Linked DNA regions of Mus musculus: all the other regions are linked to region 1. Evidence: chromatin contacts called from public HiChIP or PLAC-seq data. All regions are on one chromosome and are shown on one strand. Each heading gives the region's core, a stretch centred on a gene start, on an enhancer-like site or on the middle of the called end of the contact. The rest is flanking DNA. Distances are from core to core; before and after follow the strand shown. Region 1 has its middle 24 kb from the start of Gm41030. Region 2 overlaps Gfm2 (G elongation factor, mitochondrial 2). Region 3 overlaps Arhgef28 (Rho guanine nucleotide exchange factor (GEF) 28).

Region 1 (3,458 bases), core at 197-2,696:
GAAGCCTCTTCAGTTCCATTTCCTCTTACCTCTGGCCTAGATCTTCCCTCCCTCTGTCCCTCCCTCTGTCCCTCCCTCCATCCTTCCTTCCCTCCCTTCTTTTCTCCCTCAGTCTTCCATCTCTCACTCTTTCACTTTCTCTTTTTCCCTCTCTTCCTCTCTCATTCTCTCTCACTTCCTCACTCCCTCACTCTTTCTCTCCCTCCCTCTCTCATTCCCTCAGTCCCTCCCTCTCTCTGGCTTGCCTGCTCTCTGTTGTTGGAAATGTTACATCCCCTCCCCCTTTACACACAACCCTCCCCCTTCACACATACATCCCCTTCCCCATCACATACACACACACCCTCCCCCTTCACATACATCTCCTCCCTTCACATACACATATCTTGTCCCCTTCACACAGATTCCCTTCCCCTCACACAATTCCCTCCCCCTTCACACACATCCCCTCCCCCTTCACACACAAATCCCCGCCCCCTTCTCGCACAGGTGTGCACGTGCACTAATGGCCTAAGACCTTCAAAATTGGGCCAGCTTCAAAGATCACAGTAAGGTGAAAAACAAAACAACAAACAAATACCTCACGAACAAGCAGAGCCTAGAAACATCAAGCCTGAACTCTTGAAAACGTTTCTTCTGGTAAGGCTTTGCACAGACTAGTGTGAAATACAACATCCTGGGGCATCAGTCCCTGGGGTGGCCTCCTGGGAAAGGAGTGAGGTATCTGTTCCCAGCTCTGCTCTTGGACCCACAGCTAGCTGCTGTCATCCAGGAGTCTTGGCCTGTTCTCATTGCTGTCTTCCTACCTGGCTGCCAGGAACATGGGCTCTAGTGGAGTGAATAGGAGCTGGTAGGATGTAGTTGTATGTTTTCCATTTGATGTATCAAAATATCAGAGGCCAGGTGACTTACCCAGAGAAGAGGTGTATTTGGCTTGTAGTTCTGGTTTGTGAGCATGGCAACTGTGTGCTCAGCTCATGGTGCGGGCTAGTGTCACTGTGAGTACCTGAGGAAGACATCACAGAGAGAGGGAGAGAGAGGGAGGCAGATGGGGAAAGAGTTAATGAGTGAAGGAAGGAGAGAGACAGAAAGAACTCAAATAGAAAAATCAGTCTAACTACCTCGATGTTTCCATGGCCTCCCAATGCTTGTGTGTTGGGTCCATGCGTGCTGTATGGACCTTGGAAGGACAAACCACACTCAAGCCACAGTAGAAGGCCTGATATTGGTCATTTACAAGGGAACACAGCTTGGGTATGTGTGTGTGAGCTTCAAGCCCCACCTCTCAGAGCTTCCTGAAGTGTTAGGTTGGCATTACAGGCATCTGTACAGAGGGTGAAATTGCCCACCACTTACCCGACACAGGGAGGACTGAGGAAGTAGAGCCAGATGGCACTCCCTGAGCCAGTCTCCTAAGGTAGGATACAGAGGAGAAAATGGTGTGGCTGATTGGCTGGGCTTTCAGGGAGGTGACTAATACAGGGCAAGCATATTTGGGCATAAGGTTACACAGTCCCTGTGAAAGAAGGCTGTGCTAATAACAAGAACAAACTAGAACAACAACAACAACAACAACAAGTATTGTTGTTGTATGGCACAGTCTTTAATTCATTTTCATACACTCTACCTTATTTGAGCCCAAGGATAAAGACTGAAAGGTACTTAGTCTCATGTGACAGGAATTCTGTTGGCTCAGTATCTTGTCTAGAGTTTACACTTCTGGAAAATCGTAGAGCTCAGGTCTTGGAGCACTGTGCTGAACGCCAGCCATAGTTCTGAGCCTGCTTTAGATGCTGACTTGGCTGCCGGGTGGTGAGATTCACACAGGGTTTCTTAACTGCTGACACAGATGGTAAAATAAACAGCTCCGGGCTGACTCAGAAGGGATAAGAGAGCCCAGACCATTGTTCAGGACTGAAGTATCTCTGGAGGTGACAGCCACGAGGTCTGTACCCTTTAGGGAGCAGCCACTGGTGCAAAGTGATCAATCCAATGGGATCTAGAATTCAGTCTGGGACTAGATTGAACAAAGTAGGAGGATCCCTGAAGGGCAAGGGTAGGTATGACAAGACCCTTTCTGTGGTATTTGGCAGGTATGGATTGGCCCTTGGTGTGTCTTTGTGGTGGCATGGCAATCATTAGGAAGGAGTGCTATCCAGCTGTGATTGCCCACCATGAACTAGAGGAGAAGATCTGGAATTTCAAACATGGTGGTGAGTAAGGAACTGGGGGAAGAGAAGGAAATCAAGACCCTCTCAGAAGACAGGAAGCTCGGCCCTTGCCATGCCGATGAGATGATCATTGAGCCGTAGGGGAGATTCTGAATCATTTACTAGTGGTCCCTCCTCTTCCGAAGACAACACCCACTGCAAGGTGGCTGCAGGGCTCTCTCCCACCAGCAGGGTCTTCCCCCCCGCCCCCCGCACATTATCTCTGTAATAGTCCTGGGAATGTTGGTCAACATAGACCTCTGTATCCTGGTAACTTATAACTGCCAAAACCCAATACGATGTAACTCCCAAGACTGGACAAAATGGTTCAGTCCTTCCCTGTCCCCTGGAACATCAGTACTGAGCTCCTGGTCATCACACAAGCCTTCCCTGAAAGCCCCATCAGGAGAAGGCCCATGGTAGCCCATGGAATTACCACCAGGCAGCCACAGACTGCATGAAGAGAAACACATCTGGCCAGTCTCCAGCTGGGTGAGTTCCCCACACCCACTGACTCTAACTGCACAAGAGACTGTGTTGTTGTTTGCACTGAACTGTGTTCCCCAGGCCCATGGGTTAGAAAGCTGGCTCTAGTTTGGAGGTACTGCGAGATGGAAACTTACATACGTGGGACCTTACAAGATTAGGGGTATCTCCTCAAAGGGGATTGTGGGACCGCAGTTTTTTTTTCTCTATGTCTTTTTTCATGTCTTGTTTGTGAGGTGAATGTCTTTACTCTGTCGTCAACTCAGCCATGATATGCTGCCCAGGGCCAAAGCAAAAGGTCCGATTGGTCATGGGCTGGAACATCTGAAATCAGGAGCCAAAATAAACCTTTCCTCTTGATAAGTCGCTTATCGTGGGTATTTTGTTACAGTGATACAAAGCTAATGTAATCTGTAAGCCAGAAACACCCTGTTGAGTCCTTCCCAAATTCCTGGTATAGACATAGCATGAAAAATGATTAAATGGTTGTTGTGGCTTAAAGGCACTACCAGCCAGCCTGGCTTGTTATGGAAACAGAACGCGAGCCATGGGGAACCCAGTTCTCATAGATCAGAATGTGTTTAGATCACAGGGAGCGACTGTGAGCAGCTGGGCTGGATCTGGATGAGTGACCTGGGCTCAGATCTGAGCTTATGCTTAGAGAAAGCCCCACCCAGTTTGCACAGTATGACATCTCACAGATGAGTCAGGACACAGTTCTCAGGGCACAGTTAACTGACATTCAGAAAGTTCCACTTTGGA
Region 2 (3,526 bases), core at 910-3,409, 330 kb before region 1:
ACACATGCCTCTCCCCTCCACCATACACAAACATAGCACACATACAATAATAATAAATAACAAGCAAACTGCATACAAAGAAAGAAGAGAAGAGACATAATCCAGAAGTTGCGAGCATTGATTGTGCTCCTGTTGCTCCAGCCAGGTTTGGTATGGGGTTAGGAAGTATGTGTGACCCTAACTTGGTGCCACTTACCCAGCTGGTCACCAGACTGTCATGGGCAGAGACAGTGCCCAGAGGTCACTGCATTTGGTTTATATTCTAGTCAGAAGTAGTATTCTCATGTAGGAGCCCTCAGAAAGTTTTCAAAAGAAACTCAGTCGTAATTAATAGAAAATTACTTAAATATGTGAACATCATTTCTTTTTATCATACTTTGCATTTATTTTTTCTATATATAGTATTTTGTTTTTTTTTTTTTATTGTTTATTTTTATTTTTTTATTTTTTTGTTTTTTTGACACAGGGTTTCTTTGTATATTCCTGGCTGTCCTGGAAATCACTTTGTAGACCAGGCTGGCCTGGAACTCAGAAATCCACCTGCCTCTGCCTCCCGAGTGCTGGGATTAAAAGCGTGCGCCACCATGCCCGGCCCTGATTTATTTTTTTATTTTTATTTTTTTTCCTTTTTATTACCAGACTGTCCTGTGTGGAATGGGGGAGTTGCATATTGAGATTATTCATGACCGTATCAAGAGGGAGTATGGCCTAGAGACCTATCTAGGGCCTCTGCAGGTGGCATACCGGGAAACCATCTTAAACTCAGTTCGCGCCACAGGTAAAAAATACAACATTTTGGACATTCTGGGTTTGTTTAGTGTTTAGTTGTGTAAACAGAAGTCACAGTTTCCAGTGTCTCCCACAGTTTTACTGTGTGTATTAAAAAAAAATTAGTATAGAAGGCCTGGTGCCACTGCTACCCCCCCCCCACCCATCAGACAAATGTGTTTTCTAGTGGCCGTGGGACAGTGAAATCACTGGCTTGTTCCAGCCCTTACCACTGAAATGGGACTAAGAATTTGAAGTCAATTCATATTTATTGTATGAAGTGCATGAATAATTCCGCTATTTAATACAGTGTCCCTATACAGATAGCATTCTAGAGGAGGTGCAGTTTTTATGTTTCTGTCCTGAATGTCAGCACTCAGGTTTTCTGTATTTGGTTCCCTTAAGCAAAATAACAGTGGTCACTCTTCACCTCAAGGTGAGCAAAGTCTCTGGGTTCAGTCCCTAGTACTTACAAAGAAAATAGAACCCCCTATCCAGAAACAAAACAAAACAAAACACGGAAAGCTGTTTTTCTGTATTTCAGAAAATACTTTACTAGTTTTGGGGGAGGGAGAAACATTAAATATTGCTGAAGGAATATAGGAAATTTAAATTTGGAAATTGGCAGAGGAACAAGGTTTATAGTTTTTATTATCAGCTTTTTATACTCTCTAGATGTCATACAATTTGAGTGTTACCTTTTCCCCAAGGTTGGTACTTTTAAAGACTTAGTTTTGAGGGGTCTCAGATACAAGCAATCTCAGCAAGGGCAGACAGTCTCCTGGGGCAGCCTGTTCCTGGCATCTTTCTTTGGCTTCCTTCATTATCCTGGCAAACGTTGAGCCTCGAGTGCAGGCCCTCCTTATTCTTCACGCATTTCCATGTGTTTGTCCGCAGACACCCTCGATAGGGTGCTTGGAGACAAGCGGCACTTGGTGAGTGCGGAGCTGGAAGTCCGGCCAGCAGAAGAGCCCTGTGCTGTGGCCAAGATCGAGTATGCTGACTGTGTGGGTGAAGACCTGCTGCAGGCCTCTCGGGAGGCCATTGAAAGTGCCGTCCACAGTGCATGCCTCCAGGGTAAGGGACACACACCTGTCTCCTGGTGACTGTTTCTTTTTTTCTCTCATGCTGGAGTTTGAGCCAGGATCTTGGGCGTACTAGCGTGCACTGTGCACTCTGCCTTGATGTTACACTCAGCCTCCGAGTTGGTCCGTGTGCTACAGACACGCCAGTGTTCTCTGTGCTTGGACTTCACATGAATTCTTGCTGCATTGCTCCTTGTTACTGGACTGTGTGTACTGTTGTGCTTTATTCTCCCCACCCAGGACCTCTGCTCGGATCCCCAGTCCAGGATGTGGCAATGACGTTGCACTCACTGATGATTCACCCTGGCACCTCCACAACTATGGTCACTGCCTGCATCTCACGGTGTATGCAGAAGGTACGGAGCACCCTTCATGCTCTGCATTAAGGATGGGCACTGAGGCCAGCACCGCAGATTCCACAGACCTTATGTCACCATGGGGCCACCCAGATCTAGTACCAGTGGGTAAAGGTACTTAGCACCAAAAGCCTGCTTCTGAGTTTAATGCTCAGGAACTGCATAGTGGCTTCAGAACGTTGTCCTATGACCTCTACATGAGCACATACCACACACACAAATGGGATTTAAAACTTTTAAACTAGCTCTTGTATGGGAAATCTTTGATTTCTAAAACTAAATTTTCATTTGAAAGATTTTAGAAATTACTGGTCAGAAAGGTTAAACAAAACATTCTGATTTTACCAAAAGATCTTTCCAAACAAAACCTGGGCCTGTGAAGAGTGCACCTTGTTTAGACATTCCTTTTTTTACTTTTGAGATGTTACAGTTAGCTACAAGCCTGGCTGGGGAGAGGGGAATATATATATATATATTAATTAGATAGATAATCCATCTTTCCAGCCCCAAAGCCTGGTGGATTTAACTGGACAGATCTGAGGTCAGCTTGACATTGGGCTTTAATGTAAAGGACAATGGAAATCTAATGTGAATTTCAACTTCTTTTTAAAGATTATTTTATGTATGTGAGTGCTCTATCTTTGTGTACACCTGCATGCCAGAAGAGGGCATCAAATCCCATTACAGATGGTTGTGAGCCACCATGTGGTTGCTAGTAATTGAACTCAAGACCAGACAGTATTCTTAACTGCTGAACCATCTCTCAAACCTTTAATTTCAAATATTTGAATTTGTCCAAATAAGATTGTTTTCATTAAAAAACAAAAACAAATCAGTCCCATTGAACAACAGATTTAGGCCAAGCATCTTCCATGCATGTGATCACCTGAGTTGTCCTGAGTGTCATGGCCTTCTGCCTCCTGCCTCAGTGGCCCACCAGATCTGATCAACCCCCATGCGGTTTCCCAGTGTGGGAGTACCTTAGCCTAGCACTGGAGAGTAAAGTCACAGGTCACACTGAAGCTTTCAAGCACTAAGTAAGGTTTGAACTGTGTTCTGGGAACAATGGAGAATAAATGTTTTGATCAGTGAAGTATATATAGTCAGAACACAGAAGTGATTGGCATTTGGCACGGGAAAGACAGTCTAGGACAGACAGGAACTAGACGATGTCTGAATCAAGATGCCAGCAACAGGAATAGAAATACTGGTGTTTGCTGGAAAAAGGAAATCAGAGAAGTACATTTAAGCAAACTGAGATCTACTAATGCCATCAGCAAATAAGAAAGGCCAGAGACGTGCTTGGAAAAGAAACTG
Region 3 (3,113 bases), core at 151-2,650, 490 kb after region 1:
GAAACCTGTTAGTAACTGCAGGCTCCTCTTCCAAGAGCTCATTGCAATCTTTTCCTTAGCATGGAGCAGAAGAGAGATCTGGAGGCATGTTTCTACTTTATTTATTTCCTCATTCAAATGAGGAGTAATTCCAGCCACACAGGCAACACCTCCTCTGTGACTGGAGCTGCTCTGATAGCATACCTCTGAGGGCAGACTAGGAACGACTGACACCTCCCACCTCCCACCTCCCCTCCGCTCCTCTCTGAGTCGGTTAGAGTCTTTAATTTTAATGAAAAATGAAGCTTGGTATAAATATTCCTGATAAATGTTATTGGTTTGGAGTTATAGTAGATTATAGCTAGTTCAAGATTCTGCATGGTCTCCTAACACACAGTCTAAGATTGGAGAAACACGTGCATCAGAGCGTGCCTGATTAGAGTTTTCAGCTATGGTCTCCGCGCTGGTGAAGTGGACTCTGTCAGTGCGCAGTAATATCCTACTGTGGGTCTGCCACCTTCCGGTTACAGTACAAGGTATTCTATCGCTGTGCACACTTCCTGGATGCTCCATCACTATCTTACTTTCAGCACTAGGAAACAGTGACAACTCTTCTCTGTCCAAGCCTGGAAGGCACTCTTCATGGTTGCCTGTAGACTTTATGGTCATAGCCCACTAATGGGATGTCAGGTGGATCCATTAGGCTATAATCAGAACTTTCCTTTACAGTGACATAAAGTGTAAGATCCCAGAACACATTCCACAGGCCACTGTATAAAACTGCTTTTTTTTTTTTACCCTGTGGATTATGATGAGACAGAGAAGTGTTTGAGGCATGTGAGTTTTAAAATCACACAAATGGTTGTTTCCCGTCAACTAAGGTTTTGTTACTTGATATTTTAAAATAGTCATTTTATGGCTTATTTTGCTTCTTGATTTCTTAAAAGAGCTATGGACTTTAAGTAATATAATCACTACATCCTATACATATGAAATTGTTGGGTTTTCCAGAAAGTTAACTTTTTTGGGGGGGGGGATATTTTCTTTTTCATTTCAAATGTTATCCCCTTTCCCTGTTTCCCATCCTCCCAGAAACCCCCTATCACATCCTCCCTCCCCCTGCTTCTATGAGGGTGCTCCTCCACCCACCCACCCACCCACTGCCACCTCCCCACTCTCCATTCCCCTACACTGGGACATCTATGGAGCCTTTGTAGGACCAAGGATCTCTCCTTCCCTCGATGCATGACAAGGCCATCCTCTGCTACATATGCAGCTGGAGCCATGTGTACTCCTTGGTTGATGGCTTGGTCCCTGGGAGAAAGTTAACTTTTATGACAAACAGTCACAGAAGGAAAAGACTCTGGAATGAGTCATTCCAGCCACACGGTCAACGCCTCTGTGACAGGAGTCGCTGATAGCATCCAACTGAGGGCAGACTAGGAACGACTGACACCTCCCACCTCCCCTCAGCTGCAGCTGCCACAGGAGATGACTTGGCCTCGCGAAACTCCCATGGTGGAAAACAGAGTGACCCAAATGCACCCGGCTACACAGCTCAATCTGAGACATCAGCTCACATTCTGGCTGATAATGGGAAACCTACAGTGTGTTGATGTTTCTGCTACCATGAGTGTGCTGTGTTCCCAGTTGGAAAGGATCCAAAGAGAACGTTATTTTATAATACCTTGACTAAAACTGAGAAAGAACTGTGGAAACAAATAACCTATCCATGGGCTATTTGTCCCAGGGTAAATTGTAATCATAATTTGTTATTGTCTCCTTAGGGAAAGTAAGTTAACTGTGGCCAACACGCTGTGACCTGAAGACAACCATGACTTTGCCACTAGGATTTCAGACTGGTTGAGATACCATGGTAAACCCAAACTTCCCAAAATTGTTAGTGTGGCCGAGATTTTTTTTCTGCTTCCTGCTCATCTTTTCTACGAGCTCTTGCATCCTTTGGGCACAGAGGCAGGGATTGAGAACGGGTTCTGCGAACTTCTGCTGTCCTGCTAAGCTGAGAAAGGTCTTCTGTGGCTTTTAGATACAGGATAGGCAGAAAGCTGCAGCATGTGGATTCTAGTGTGTGGCCCCATCAAACATGGCTCTAGCCCTCAGGAAATGGAAGATTCATCTAAGTTAACCTAGTCCCTATACCATCTACACTTTTGACTGTGTGGCCCCTAAATTTCTCTTTCCTGTCTCTCGTGCTATTGATCACTTTGGTAAATTTCACTGCGTGGTTTCTGTCTCTCAGGCTCCACACTCCCATGGTAGCAGGCACTGCTGGGATGGAGCTGTAGTCAGCTCAAGGCAACAAAGGATTATCTGCAGCCACCGGCCTGGCCTCCCGGCCATCATTCCTGCATCTCTCAAGATGGAGAGAGTGCACACGAGTGGGCTAGCCTGTGGAAGCAGCCTGACAGAAGGTGTTCTCAGCAAACCAGCCTCTCCTTCTTCCTCCGAGTAACTGTGTGTGTGTTGGCTGAATAGGTGGGTGGATAGGGAGACATCTGATAGGTACTGTGCAGTCCAGGCTGACCTTGAGCTTGTAATCTTCCTACTTCTGTCCCCTGAGTCCTGGCTTAGTTTTTCTGATATTCTAAAAAAGGAAAATCTCTGTATTTGTAGCAAGTGGATTTTTAAAATTCCCAGAACAGGAACATGAAAATACAAATCTGAAGTTCTGGGAATATTTTTATTAGGAGAGCAGAATAACTATGTGTGCTTCGTCTGCCTTCTATGACTAAATTGTCTCTTTAAACAATCAACTTCTTGAGATCTGAGGGGCACTTAACATAGCCAAAAGATTCTGCCAGAATGTGTTAAGTCGCACACGGTTTAATCTACTTTTGCAGAACCACACAGAGACTGTCCTACGCTGTTGGATTTCTATGCCTAGCACATACAAGCCCCCCCAAAACCTACATTGTAATTAAACTGTATAACTAATTGAAAATAGCCACTCTCTGGCATCTATAAGACTGCAAAATAAACTACAAGCCTAGGTAAAGACTTCAGGACTTATGGTTAAAATAACCTTTTATATCAATACTTGGCACTTTAAAAACAACTCAGTTTGTAGATTCATATAAAATCCAGTCCGGTAGGAGGTGTGCACTGCAGCTGGT

What was found. HiChIP or PLAC-seq counts read pairs in DNA pulled down with a chosen protein or histone mark.
Region 2: a FOXA1 HiChIP or PLAC-seq map of pancreatic cancer cells shows a contact between it and region 1. The contact joins two enhancer-like sites. A contact is called at or near these places in 1 of 115 datasets of contacts at active chromatin or transcription factors (pancreatic cancer cells) and 1 of 9 other capture datasets (embryonic stem cells).
Region 3: a contact with region 1 is called in an HNF4G HiChIP or PLAC-seq map of pancreatic cancer cells. The contact joins two enhancer-like sites. A contact is called at or near these places in 1 of 115 datasets of contacts at active chromatin or transcription factors (pancreatic cancer cells) and 1 of 9 other capture datasets (embryonic stem cells).

Annotation. Positions count from the first base shown.
Region 1 is chr13:97,501,800-97,505,257 of GRCm38.p6, forward strand. No RefSeq gene overlaps it. Among named protein-coding and RNA genes, the nearest start is that of Gm41030, 24 kb to the right of the region's middle. Within about 2 kb of position 1,447, at least 27 of the 459 cell types and tissues checked have an H3K27ac peak or open chromatin away from gene starts, as enhancers often do. A contact at or near this core is called in pancreatic cancer cells, where this site is marked.
Region 2 is chr13:97,170,847-97,174,372 of GRCm38.p6, forward strand. Gfm2 (G elongation factor, mitochondrial 2) reads left to right here. Exons shown (of 21, transcript NM_177266.5): 17 at 640-778; 18 at 1,666-1,845; 19 at 2,094-2,209. Among named protein-coding and RNA genes, the nearest start is that of Hexb, 26 kb to the right of the region's middle. Within about 2 kb of position 2,160, at least 15 of the 459 cell types and tissues checked have an H3K27ac peak or open chromatin away from gene starts, as enhancers often do. A contact at or near this core is called in pancreatic cancer cells, where this site is marked.
Region 3 is chr13:97,989,726-97,992,838 of GRCm38.p6, forward strand. The region is part of intron 11 of Arhgef28 (Rho guanine nucleotide exchange factor (GEF) 28); the gene reads right to left. Among named protein-coding and RNA genes, the nearest start is that of Gm34388, 97 kb to the left of the region's middle. Within about 2 kb of position 1,401, at least 4 of the 459 cell types and tissues checked have an H3K27ac peak or open chromatin away from gene starts, as enhancers often do. A contact at or near this core is called in pancreatic cancer cells, where this site is marked.